Regions from separate parts of the Zea mays genome. Here all the other regions are linked to region 1. A link is a contact called in public Hi-C data. All regions are on one chromosome and are shown on one strand. The core of a region is the stretch at or near the end of the contact, and the rest is flanking DNA. Distances in the headings are between cores, read along the strand shown.

Region 1 (4,041 bases), core at 294-2,793:
TTGAAACCAGAAATGCATGGACCGAGCGCACAAAAAAATCTACTAAAGAAAGGACGCCCCTCATCCATTTTGACATCAAGCTCAATGACACTATCTGGTGACTTTTGCATAACTGCTTCTCTCCAACGCCAAAGTAGCTGAAATCTCTCTTCCCAACTTCCAAATAATTCCTTCAAAGCTTTCTCTTTCCCATGCCAAACTGTGTCATATGCAATTGTACAACCAAAAGTGTCCTGCAATGTAGTTTGAAGCTCCTTAGCACCCATATGAGGCTTCTTCATAAGCAAAGGAAGCGCACGTGCAGCAACCCAAGCTCCGGTAGGTGTAGTCGTCTTACGTCTACCACTTGATGTACAAGTATGTTTGTCATTCAAGACAATTACCTGAAAAATTGGTTAAATTGTCAAATACCTATATTCTTTGAATTGTACATGTTAAGTGAAAAAGCTATAATCTCAGCTTACTTGAATTGTAGGAGAACCTTTCGTCTTCGGTCTAACATGAATGCTCCAAGGGCAATCAGGCCCTTTACAATACCCTCTAAATCTAGTCTTATTTGTTGCCTCAATTCCAAGCTCAAACTCTTTATTTATGGCGTATTGCCTGATTGCGAGTCTGAATTGCTGCATTGTTGCATACAAGCTGCCAGGCTCCATGACTGGATTGTTCATATCATATATGGTCCTAGTCTCATCGAGGACTGCATCAGAGCACGGAATGCCTTCTCCCAATTCATCTTCACATGGAATGCTATTTCCAAAACGGGAAGCACTTGAATCATCTTCCCTTCTATCATCTTGAGAATGCAGTCCAAGCTGATAATATAGACCTTGTTCACTAGTGAAATCATTTCTTCCTTCTTCGTTGTTGGTTTCTTCTAACATTATTGAATCCCAATCAATTTCATGAATTCCATGGCCACTCGCCTATTCACCAGAAACAGCTGTTATGTAATATGTAACTACTAACTTGCATACAATAAATTAAAACTACTGACCACTGTAGGTTGTGTCCCAATACAAGTCAATGTCCACTCGTCTTCTTGGACAGTGTATGCAGTGGTTTCGTCCATGGTGGGAACTACCTCTTTGTTGGGAGTATTATTCATAGTACACTGCACATAAAATGGTGCTCACTGGCTGGTAACCTGTAGTACTGTTTACTACGCTAAATGGAACCGCCCAATGGAAAGGAACGAAGCAAATGAATTTCTTACCAGAGCCGGCAGCGTTGGGGGACTTCAACCGCGCAATGGAATGGGCCTCAGCGCAATGGACCACTGGCGCAGGAACCGGCGACGCAGGGAAGGGCGAGATCCGGAGAAGGACAGGGCCCAGTGCGCGGAGACAAAGACAGCAGCTCGAGGAACACGACGGCTAGGGCGAGCAGAGTTGGGGCGAGGAAGACGACGGCCAGGGCACAGAGAGAATGGAATACGGGACCTTCACGGGCGACGGTAGAAGAGGAAGACGGTGGCAAGTTTCTAACGGCGCGAGGACAGCACGGGCACTGCACGAGGACTAAACACCATTAAGCGCGCGCGATGCCAAATTTACAATTGGAGGGAGATTTCAGTGCCACCCGTTCAATTGCCACGACGGCGGTGCCAAAAGTTTGAAGCCCGCCGTAGACAGTGTCATGTTTGCAAAATTCTCCCCTCCCGCACCCTGGATGTTTCACTTACGGTCGCGACTCGCGACTCCGCCCGCCTGCCCAGCGATAGCGCCATAGCGGCGACCGGCGAGCTCCAATATCACGCGGATCGGCGGCGGCGCCCTTGCCCCGGAGCCCCGCGGCGGCGCGGCCCTGTCCCCGTTCCCCGCCCCGGCGGTAGGCAGCCCCGTCTCCTGTCGAGCGCTCCCACCACCCCAGCCCCGGCGCCCCCGCTCCCAGCCCGACCGCTGTATCCGCGGCGACCGGCGTCCCGAACGGACGCGGCCCGAGCGCCTGGTGAGAAGCGCCCCTTTTATTCTCCCCTCCATTATCTTCATGTTAGCAAGTTTTCCCCAGGCCCCTAACTCTAACTTTTCTTTATATGCGATATAATATGTTAGCTAGTTGTTGTTAGATTTTCTTTGATTTAGTTCAATAATTCTATTGATGTAGCTTGCAGATGTATGCAGTGGGAATTAGGGATGCATTGGTTGATTACTTAGAGCATCTCCGACAGAGCCTTAAATCAGTGCCCTATCTTGAAATACAGGGCTTAACTCATAACAAACAGCTGCAACAATGCCACATTTTATAAAATTTTATAAAAAACAGAGCAGACCATGAAGTGACCCAAATATACTACATCACGGATTGATGCCCTATTCTTGTTTTCTACATCATCCTCAATCTTTTTTCCTAATAATGTAATTTATTTTCTAAAATACATGATTTAGGGCTTAACTATTAGAGATCAGTTTGGTTTTAGTGCCCTAAACACTTTAAATGATGTTATATTTTATTTTTTGAGGCACTATTTTGAGGTACCTTGTTGGAGATGCTATTATGCTTCAGCCGGTTGTAGGGGCGGGCACCTTTTTTACCATAAATCGAAAACCAAACCGAACCAAATTTTTGGTTTTTTCGGTAGTTTGGTTCGGTTTCGGTTTTTGTATCTAAGAAGTCCGGTTTTTGTATCGTAATCGGTTTTCACCGTATACCGAACCGAAATATAAAAAAAAACGAATACCAAACTTTATCAATTCTCAAATTTGACTATTCGATTAGGTGAACTAAATGTGTGATACAATTAAATTGTTATTCACTTATTTGTATGTGATGTATGATGTATCTCTAATATTTATACCTATATAATTTTTACTTTATAAAATTATGTGTAATCTATCATGTAAGCTTATTGTATGTATTGTCTTGAGTATAAGTTTGGTATTCGGTTTTTACCGAAAAGCCGAAGTAAAAAACCGAAACCGAACTTCTTGTTTTTCATTTTCTAGAAAACCGATTGGTTTCTAATGTCTGAAAACCGAAGTTTTTTAAATCCGAAAAGCCGAACTGATGTTTAGAAAAAAACCGAATGCCCAGCCCTAGCCGGTTGCAAAGGGCATTTTTGGAGTTGATTTTGTCAAAACCAAGCGGAGAAAAAAAGATGACTAGTAGTTTTTTTTGGACGATTGTCTTGTCATGTTCATTGAGAGAGACATTTTGGATGATGTGGATGAAGCTGACATAATTAAGACTTTCACGGCCATTAGAAAGCGTAGGCCCAAAAAGTAGTGATGTGATTCTATTTGGCATTTAAGCTTTTATTGTGTATATTTCAAACTATTAGTGTGCTGTATTGAACTATTTGTATGATAATTTAAGACTTATTATGCTATTTTAATAGTTGTGTACTGAATTGTGGCACAATTTTTATGATACTTTACCGAATTGCTAAATGGATTTTACTGGTTTGCTTATGAATTTTTTGGTTCGGCATACTCCATTCAAAAATCCTAAATCCACCACTGTTCACTCGGTTACCTGCGACGACTTGGTTATCCTACCAGGTGCCCATGTTGCCCTTCCCTGGCAACAAGCACCCACTGTATGCCCACCCCATTCTCTTTGTGTTGTGGAAACTGAGCACCCAAAGTCTAACCTAAGCTATTTGGATATTTGCAATTGGTACTGATGTAATTGCAAGTTCATACATGTGTTATGTGCCTCCTAACTTTATTTTTAGCAAAAAATTATCGGTTGTACATGTGTACAGTGTACACACATGTCATTTGCTGGGTCTGCCCCTGTTACGCTCAAAGGTCGATCGAATGATCTCAGTTGGTGGGCTTTATACCCTGAGCCTTGGGTGCAGAGCCCATTCGTTGGTAATTTGTTTTTGTGGTGCCTTGATTTGTTGTCCTGCTTTATGTTAGAGGGGACACACTAACCAGTTCAACCCACTGCTTGGGTTGAATTGGTTAGTGTGTTCACTCTAACATGGTATCAGAGCTAGAGGTCTCGAGTTCGAATCCTGGCAAGAGGCTTCATTTGTGTCTCCGTCCCTTTATTTTCATGTTTGTGCCTTTATCTCTGGCTGCACGTGAGTGG
Region 2 (4,546 bases), core at 556-3,055, 170 kb before region 1:
GGATGCGGTGCTGCACAAGCAACCATGGCCACCACCTGTGTTTCGCGGTTTGATGTATGAGGAAGACAAAGTAAATGATTTAGATTTTGGTGATATCCATGTTTCAATGAGGGAAGGAGCACCTGATGGCAAAGTGCAGTTGGTGATACCAGGAGATGGTGTTCAAGTCTGGATTCCACCGTGGCCATCCTTCAGTGGTGTGACATTGTGTGTCAAGTGTAGTGTCTATACACCCCTGCTACTCTTTGACAATCAAGGACCGCAACAACCTGTACAAATGCAGACACTGTTGAAAATTCCTTGGCAACCACATGTTTGGAAATTCTGGCTATCATCTCACAGATCGCTTGTTGGAACCATTGGTAGTATCGACTTCAGTTTTGAGGAGAATGATGAATTAGTTGATCGAAAAGAAACTGTCGTCACCTCTCAGTTGCAGGAAGAGATGGGCAGCAAGGAACATACCACGGGTCAGTTTCAGACACTGGACAAGCCCATTGCAGATAACAGCAGTGCAGCGTCAGTAATTGATGGTGTGAATCCGTTGACGAATTATCGGCGTGCACGTGGTCTTTGTGATCGCTGCGCCGAGAAGTGGTTTCCAGGTCACAAGGGTGCAAGCGGTGTTCAGCTTCATGCAATTGAGAAAATCTGGGACATGTTAAGGGGCTGTTTGGTTCGTGGCTAAACCTGCCACACTTTGCCTAAGGTTAATCGTTCAAATTGAATAACTAACCTTAGGCAGAAAAGTTAGGCAAAGTGTGACAAGTTAGTCATCAAACCAAACAGGCCTTAAGTCTCGAAGAATGTCTGGCGTCAGTTCTTGGGGTACTTAAACAACTACTGGTGGTGTTAGCCTCTACTGCTTGGTCTAGAATGGATAAGACTTTGACTCTTCATCTTTAGGGTCGAATTCAGCAACAGGAATTGCTGGGTCTCATTGATTCAAGGTTCTTCGGTGTACACGCCATATCCTAGCAATCGAGTGGAGCAGGGACTGGTTGCAACACTACAGTCCGATGAAGATGGATGTGACCAACAAAGGGATGGTGAGTCCCTACCAGGGAGCGACAATTTGTTTGCAAGAGCTGCTATCGTCTTTTCCCACTGGTGGAGTAGTGCAGCTGCTGATGATTTCAGAGGACAACAACTCAGCCGACTGGTCAATTTGGCTCCACGAGTGCAGCAGGTGCTTGATCAGTTCAGTGAGTTGTTTACAAAAAAATGAGTGTTAGCTATTGTGCAAATGCTCTGCATAAGGACAATAAGCGACTTGGGGACAAGCCGTGCTTCAAGCGATGGGGAATGTCAGCAACAGTACAAGGAACACATTGAGAAGCTGAGGATGGTGCACAGCGTGAGGAACCAGAAGAAGCTGATGAAATAGAAAACAGGGGCACGGAGCTGCAACTCACGTAACCAGGCTCCAATGGGCCATGTAATGCGTCATGGGCCGAGTCGTGCAACTATATAGGAGCAGTACTGTAAGAGAAAAAGGTATCAAAGAAATAGACAATACCAGAAAAAAGCCTTCGTGCTCCCACCATCTTCTCCGACTTCTCTATCTCTTTCCCCTTCATCAAGTTCTCCTTCCCCGTCGCTAACAGCCCGTAAAAAATTAAAATAAAATGATCCGAGTAGAGCCAAACTGACACCAGTTGGGATAGACTTCTCGCCCAAAATCGTAGCATCGTAGCCGGCCGGTGTGACGGACACGCGTCGATCGCCACCTACAGGCCATAGGTGTGCGTGGAAAGTCGTGCCAGCAAACAAAAGGCGTGAAAAGTTGGCTCATTCACTCCCCGGCTTTTAGTAGCGGGTAGCTTCGCCCACCAGCAACCAAACAGATCAGCAAAAGAGGCCTCCTCGGCTCGGTTCCAGTTCCACCCACTCTCACAGTTCTTATCACCTACTACTCCACCTCTTCCTCCACTCTCCAGTCTCCAGGTTGTCTTCGTTGTCTGGTCTTGGGGCTCATGGAAGAGCCGAGGAGGCCTCGATTCTTCAAGGTCCTCGTTGTCGACTTCGCGCGACGAATAGTAAGTAGCCCTCCGCCCATTCCTCCTCCTCTTCCCGCCGCGCGTTCCCTCCGTATCGATGCTCGCATCCGCACTTCGCTGGCCTGCTCGGAGAGGGCTCGTGGTGCCGTCTGCCGTGTGTTTTTGGGGGGGGGGGGGGGGGGGGGGGGGGGGGGGCAGCAGGTTGACAATGCTAGGTGGCATTGTCGTGAAGCGTTCATGTTGCCATTGCCAAGACTACCAGGTGGTGCCACACTGCCACTGCATCCGTCAAATGTGTGGCAACATCTCAAATGTGAAAATGGTACCCTACGCCGGGTCCGTCAAATTTTAAGAACACCACTGCGTTTCAGTTCAGTCCCCGATGACTAATCTTTGACATCGTCACAGTTCACAAAGTCCCGTTTTCGGCCATCTACTCTAGTTGGAACTAGGTTGTCCTCCTAACCTTGTTTCTACATGCATGCAGGAGATACCTCAAGGCTTCCTCTGCCATTTTCCAGAGGGGAGAGACAGGAAGCCCGGCACCACAGCGGTGGCGTCTGCTAAAGTCGTCCTCACCAATGCCGAGGGTAGTAGTATCTGGCCGGTTGCGCTAGAGTCGACCGACGGCCGCGTGTTTCTCACCACGGGGTGGCCAAAGTTCGTGGAGGACAACCGTTTGGGGAAGGGCGAGATCCTTATCTTCAAGTACCACGGGAGAATGCGTTTCGTGGTCTCGATTTTTGGCGTGGATGCCGTCGAGAAGGCAGGTCGCTGGTCTGCAAGGAGTGGCGCCCAGGCCGCGGAGAAGGTACGCGGAAATAGTTAGATCGATTCATATAAGGTTCTTTATTTGAGTACATGATGCATCCTTCCATCTTTCAGTTTCTAGTTCACGTTGAGTAAGCTTGTTGTTAGCAATTAGCATGGTCTTAGATAAGTTAGTTCTGCATGTTTTGTAAGTCTAATTTAAATTTAGAGTCATATATACTCCACAAAAGGACACAATTCTCACTTTTCGTGATTTGAACTTTGACCAAAGTTATATAAGAAATCACTAACTTTTATAATACAAAATAACTACGACTGGATTTACTATGGAATATGTTTCTGTACTAAACATAGTTACAGCCGTAAACATCAATACCATCCACTATAAACTTGGTCAAAATTACTAGCACGAATTCCATAGCTGCATTGTTTTGTGGATGGAGGGAGTATTACACATGATGATCTTCATGAAATTGCTGTTGGCTAGAGAAGCTTATTGTTCCAAAGAATTATTTCACATAACTTTTAGACTGCTACCCTAGCTTCAGTTTTTTTTTATTATCATACCTCATGTTTGTTTTCATACAGCATAATCCAACCAGTGACAAATATCAAGAAAGTTAACGAGGAGATGAAAGTTTTGTATTTGTTCTGGCATAACTCTGTAGGCAATATAACTGAACTAGTATGGCATGTACCTGCATCTTTTATGATTCCCATCAGATAGACAAACATGCCTTATGGAAGGAAACGAATGGAGCACCTTTTTGGTTCAACAGGGAGCATTCATTTTTAAAATGTTGATAGTGCCTTGCTCTAATCTTGTCCACTTAACTGATAGTTTTGTATCCAACTCCTAGACAGGTACCATGCAACGAAACACTAAAGGGGATGAACACATTTCATCCCAGGGCACAGCTGGTTTCCTTGACTCACATGAAGTAGTTTGCTCCAAAGATTACTTGGAGACGTACTTGTCAGAGGAGACAATGGAGGATGATAAGGCTAAAGCAGTAGCGGAAGTAATGAAGACTTTGCGTGTTGACAAATTGACAGTAGACTTATTCTGTGCTATACTCTGTTTGTGTGAATGGAAAGTCGAGGCAGCTGCAGAATATTTTAATTTTTGTAGGGGCAAACCACAAATCCCGGAAAAATCTCTGAAGCAGAAATTTGTTTTTCAGTGTAAGTTTTTTTATTACTTCGTGGTCTTTCATTTTTGCATTGTAACACGGCTATCCTGTTTGTCTCCAGTTGACTTTGTAAAGGGACAACTACAACGCTTCTTCCCTGAAGATTATGATTCTGAGAAAATCAAGAAGAACAATATTGAGTCACCTAATTTGTCTGATCAACCACTACAACGTGACCTTATAGTGGCGCCGGTGAAACGAAGGCTAGTTGATGAATTTAAATCTTGTGACTTGTCTCACCGACAGAAGAGAAAAGTTAAGTTGCAGGGAAACTCACTGCAAACTCAGACACCAAGAAGATCACCACGATTGGTAAACGTGAACAATACTTGTAATAAGAACAAAAAAGTGTCGAAAGGAAGAGCCAAAGTGCTGAAAACACCACCAGATGCAACAGATCAGGTGAAGGATAGAGCACATAAATCATGTTTGCTTGATGAGAAACTAGATAATGCCTTGAAAGCTGTTCATGAAGAAGCGACAGGTGATCTTTTGGTTGCTCTTTGTTAGAACTTCCTTATAACATTTCAAACTTCAGTTATATCAACTTTTGCCTTTCCAGGTTCCTTATCTCAGGATCTC
Region 3 (4,190 bases), core at 216-2,715, 220 kb before region 1:
TTCCTCTCTCTCATCCACGTGAGCATTTAGCCTGCTTACAACCTCTTATTATACTTGCTCTAAAGCGTAATCGTCTATAATTCAAAGACAAAAATATATTTAATTCTTTATATCAACATTATTACTATTGTATCGATATACATGTGTCTAGAAAGAGTACACCTTATATTATGGGGTAAGAATAAAAGTCTTATATTATGGGGGTATCATGCAGTTGCCTCCTAAAGTTCCTATCTTATCTTCTATCTCAAACTCCACTCTGCAAACTATGTCAAACGGTACCATCTACAGTTTCACGTCGTCTATTTTATCTTATCTACTGAAGACGGTCTAACAGGCCTTTTTAGGGCCTACTAAGCACGACATTAGTAAGCATGAGCCGAGCCGCTCAAGCACAGGAAACGATCAAACGACCATGCTTGCGCTTAGCGCCTCACCAAACGTGTGGTCCTCGTGCCATCCTGTTTGCCCGTTCTATTTCGACATCTATAATTATTGCAGCAATTCATTTTTTTGGGGTTGACTTGCTGCGCCTTGCGTCGTGGGGCGGCGATTGTGGTGTGACCAGGGCAACTCAGGTCATCACGAGATAACGATCCTCGATGAATCAAGACATCCTTCACATGCAAATTGAGGTGTCGATCGCCGCCCCTTTGCTGCTAGCAAGAGCAACAACCGAATCCATGCATGCACATCACCCCGCGTACGGCGGCGCCACATGCTTTGAGACTTGACCTTTCGGTTTTCAGGGATTCCTCCATACGCACACTAGCTATCAATCATGGGGTGCTGCTAATGACTACTAAACTCTTGTACTCCTCCATCCACACTCGATCGTTTAGGGTCTATTCGTTTTAATCTCATCCATATATGGGATTGAACGAGATTGAGTGCTCGTTCGGTTCTTCCTGAATGCGTTTTTGGATTAGTTTTGGATTGGAATAGTTCGCAAATTTGTATTAGTTTGATGAACTCGAATGGTTCCAGCCTCCAATCTAGACTAACCGAACAAAGCCCGAGTGGATTTAAATTTCTAGCAAGTTATTTTTTTCTATTTTTTTTCCAACCCTATATAATCTATGTAGAATAAAAATAACCGAACAAGGTTTTAATGACCAAGGATGAGGGATAACATTATACAGAACACTGTTAAATAACATCAGATCACTCACCCTCCAAAACTGTTTGAATGTTTGAGTAGCGGGGGAGTAAAACAACAATTTAGGACTGATTTGGTGACCAAGTAATTGGAGAGGATCTATGGGAAGGAATTCTCTTGCTATTCAAAATTAAATAGGAAGTGGATTACTCTCTCATGATTCACTTTAATTCACTGTCCACCAAACCAACTCTTAGTGTCTTTTTCTTTATATTCAATTTATGCTCCTTTTTCAGTTAGATTTAAGCAAGTCCAGCTCTATCCAGTCGTGGTATTATAAAGTGCAGGAGCCGCAACCACGTACTACGGATGCTGCTACTCGCTTGCGATCGATGAACCGCCAAGCCATATGCACGTAATGCAAGCCCTAGAACCCGTTTCCCCAATCAACCATATGCAGGCGGCATCTGTCGAGCACACGCAACGCAAGCATCGATCTGCCGGTATCTCTAAGCTTGAGCCAGCCCAGAGCCGGCCGCCGGAATCTACTACTCTCTGACGACTCGACGCGTTAGCTAGCTCGTCGTTGGCTACAAATTGCGCTGCTCTTCAGGGGCTTGTATTGCCATGACCATTATTCACTAGGGAATGTCATAGTAGCTAGCTACAATGGCGTCGTCGTCTTCTCTAGCGATCAGAAGCGTCCTAGGCTGCCTGATCCTCGTGGCCCTAGCCGTGTGCGGCCTGCCGTCCCTAGGCTCGGCCATGGGCGTGCCCCAGCGGCAGCCAAACCCCATCAACTTCACCATCGGGGTGGAGGGCGTCGTCTGGTGCAAGAGCTGCCGGTACCGCGGCTACGTCGAGTCCAGGGACGCGTCGCCACTCCGGAGTAAGTCCATTCGTTCGTTCGTTCGTACGTGCTCATCAGCAGCGTCGGTCTCCAGCCATGCATGCATTTCTGATCACAGTATGCATATATGTGCGTGCAGACGCCTCGGCGCTGCTGCGGTGCCGGCATGGCCGCCGGGCGCTGTCCGTGTGGAGCGCCACGAACGCGCACGGCTACTTCCTGGTCCAGACGGGGGCGCAGGCGGCGCCCTTCACGAGCAGGAACTGCAAGGTGTACGTGCCGCGGTCGCCGGTGCGCGGCTGCCGCGTGGCCGTCAGCCCCGGCCGCAACAAGGGGTCTCCGCTCAAGTTCCGCAGGTTCGTCACGCGCACCGACGGGCTGCAGGCGCGCTACTCGGCCGGCAGCTTCACGTTCGCGCCGCAGGACCGCTCCAAGTGTGACTGATGACCGCGAACGGCCCTCTAATAGAGACTTCCAAAGGGCTCGATCGCCCGCATCCCGTCAGGGATGGGGCTGTAAATTACAGTATAATTAATAATAAGCAAGGTCATGAAGCCGATGTGCCTTTTGTGCTTCGTTCGTGTGTTGTTGATCAAGTGCTGCTCCATGCTCGATCAGTTCGGCAAAGCACCTCAGATCGTGTGCTGTGCGTCGCATGTCTGCCGGCGGCCGTCGAACGCCAGGGCGCGGCGAATACGACGACATCCAGTCCAGCGTAGAGATGGCAGCAGGATTGGACTAGTAATAACTGCTACCACGGCCCACGGACACGAAGACGAAAGCCCAACGGCCGAGCCGCATCACGGGGGCTGTCCAGCACGCACTCTGTTTGTCTTGTACTCTAATCAGGGGCCACTATTTTTTCTAGCTAATCACTATATATATATATATAATACAAAATATCATATAACAGACCCTCTCAATCTAAATTGTCCCCTCAAATTCAAACCCTAGCTTCGACCCTCTCTTCTTGTCAGTATTTACGATTGAAGTTAAACAATAAAAGGATAGTAAAATCTATTTATTATCGGTAGATATATACAAACGAGAAGAAGGTCCGTCCATCACGCTCCACGACTGGGTAGATATATACATTTAATCATATTCTTTGTCCAGTACTCTTCCAGTTCTAAGGCATTTTGTTTTTAATGCATAAATTTTACTATATATTATATTATTGTTAGCGATATCGTAGTACAAAAATAATGTACATGCAAAACCAAAATGTCTTATATGTCACAAGCTCCGTTTGGATGCCAATATTGTAGGGCATGAAATTAAATTGGATTCAATATTAAATCAGTCATGATATTGAAATAAAATATAATTCTAATTCTATTGTTTGGATGTCGCTTCTATAAGGGTTTATTTGATGAATCGGAAGGCAATTCATTCTCCTTATATGAATCCTTAAACCTAGCCATACCTCATGTCTTTAGCCAGGAAAACAACTTTCTCACAGCCGAGTTTTCAGAAAATAAGATTAAAGAGGCCATTTTCTATGAAACACAATAAAACTCCAGGTCCAAATGGTTTTCCTGTTGAGTTTTATCAGTAGCTCTAGGAAACTATCAAGGGAGATCTATTGCAAATGTTTCACAATTTGAAGCTTCTTCTATTTGCTTTTGAGCTAGACTCAGGTCTAAAGATCAATTTCTATAAGAGTGAGTTGTTCTGTTTCGGGGATGCCTGGGATCATATAGAGCTATATAAAGAACTCTTTGGGTGCAAAGCTGGAAATTTTCCAATCAACTATCATGGTATACCAATCCATTTCAGGAAACTAAGAAATCGTGATTGGGCTAGAGTTGAAGAACGCTTCAAGAAAGAGACTTGGTAGCTGGAAAGGGAAAGCTCTCTCAGTCGGCGATCGTCTGACGTTAATTAACTCTGTGCTTAGTAGCTTTCCAATGTATATGATGTCTTTCTTTTCCATACCTAGTGGAATTCTTAAGAAATTGGATTACTTTCGATCAAGATTCTTCTGGCAAGGAGATGAACACAAAAATAAATACAGGCTTGCTAAACGGTCCATTGTGTGTCAGCCCAAGGACCAAGGGGATCTTGGGATTCTGGACCTGAAAACTAAGAATAAGGCCCTCCTTAGCAAGTGGTTGTATAAATTACTTACCTTTGATGGATTGTGGCAACAAAATCTCCGAAAAAGTATATAGATCCAAAACCCCTGGCTCGAGTGGAGTGGAAATCTGGCGACTCCCGCTTTTGGTCTAGTATAATGAA

The links. A called contact is a pair of places that touch in the nucleus more often than the background predicts.
Region 2: a Hi-C map of ear shows a contact between it and region 1, with 4 times the contacts expected there. The contact joins the promoter of LOC103636243 here to the promoter of LOC103636240 in region 1. A contact is called at or near these places in 3 of 25 Hi-C or Micro-C datasets (ear, leaf and tassel).
Region 3: a contact with region 1 is called in a Hi-C map of leaf, with 2.9 times the contacts expected there. The contact joins the promoter of LOC103636245 here to the promoter of LOC103636240 in region 1. A contact is called at or near these places in 10 of 25 Hi-C or Micro-C datasets (bundle sheath, ear, endosperm and 3 more).

What each region holds. Positions count from the first base shown.
Region 1 is chr8:159,698,406-159,702,446 of Zm-B73-REFERENCE-NAM-5.0, reverse strand. LOC103636240 (SUPPRESSOR OF ABI3-5) reads left to right here and starts at 1,543. Exons shown (of 16, transcript XM_035961874.1): 1 at 1,543-1,950.
Region 2 is chr8:159,867,613-159,872,158 of Zm-B73-REFERENCE-NAM-5.0, reverse strand. It overlaps LOC103636243 (B3 domain-containing protein Os03g0120900), which reads left to right and starts at 1,805. Exons shown (of 5, transcript XM_035961877.1): 1 at 1,805-2,039; 2 at 2,488-2,811; 3 at 3,632-3,956; 4 at 4,026-4,448; 5 at 4,527-4,546. The coding sequence starts at 1,977.
Region 3 is chr8:159,917,351-159,921,540 of Zm-B73-REFERENCE-NAM-5.0, reverse strand. LOC103636245 reads left to right here and starts at 1,465. Exons shown (of 2, transcript XM_008658606.2): 1 at 1,465-1,988; 2 at 2,089-2,524. The coding sequence starts at 1,769. The coding sequence ends at 2,393.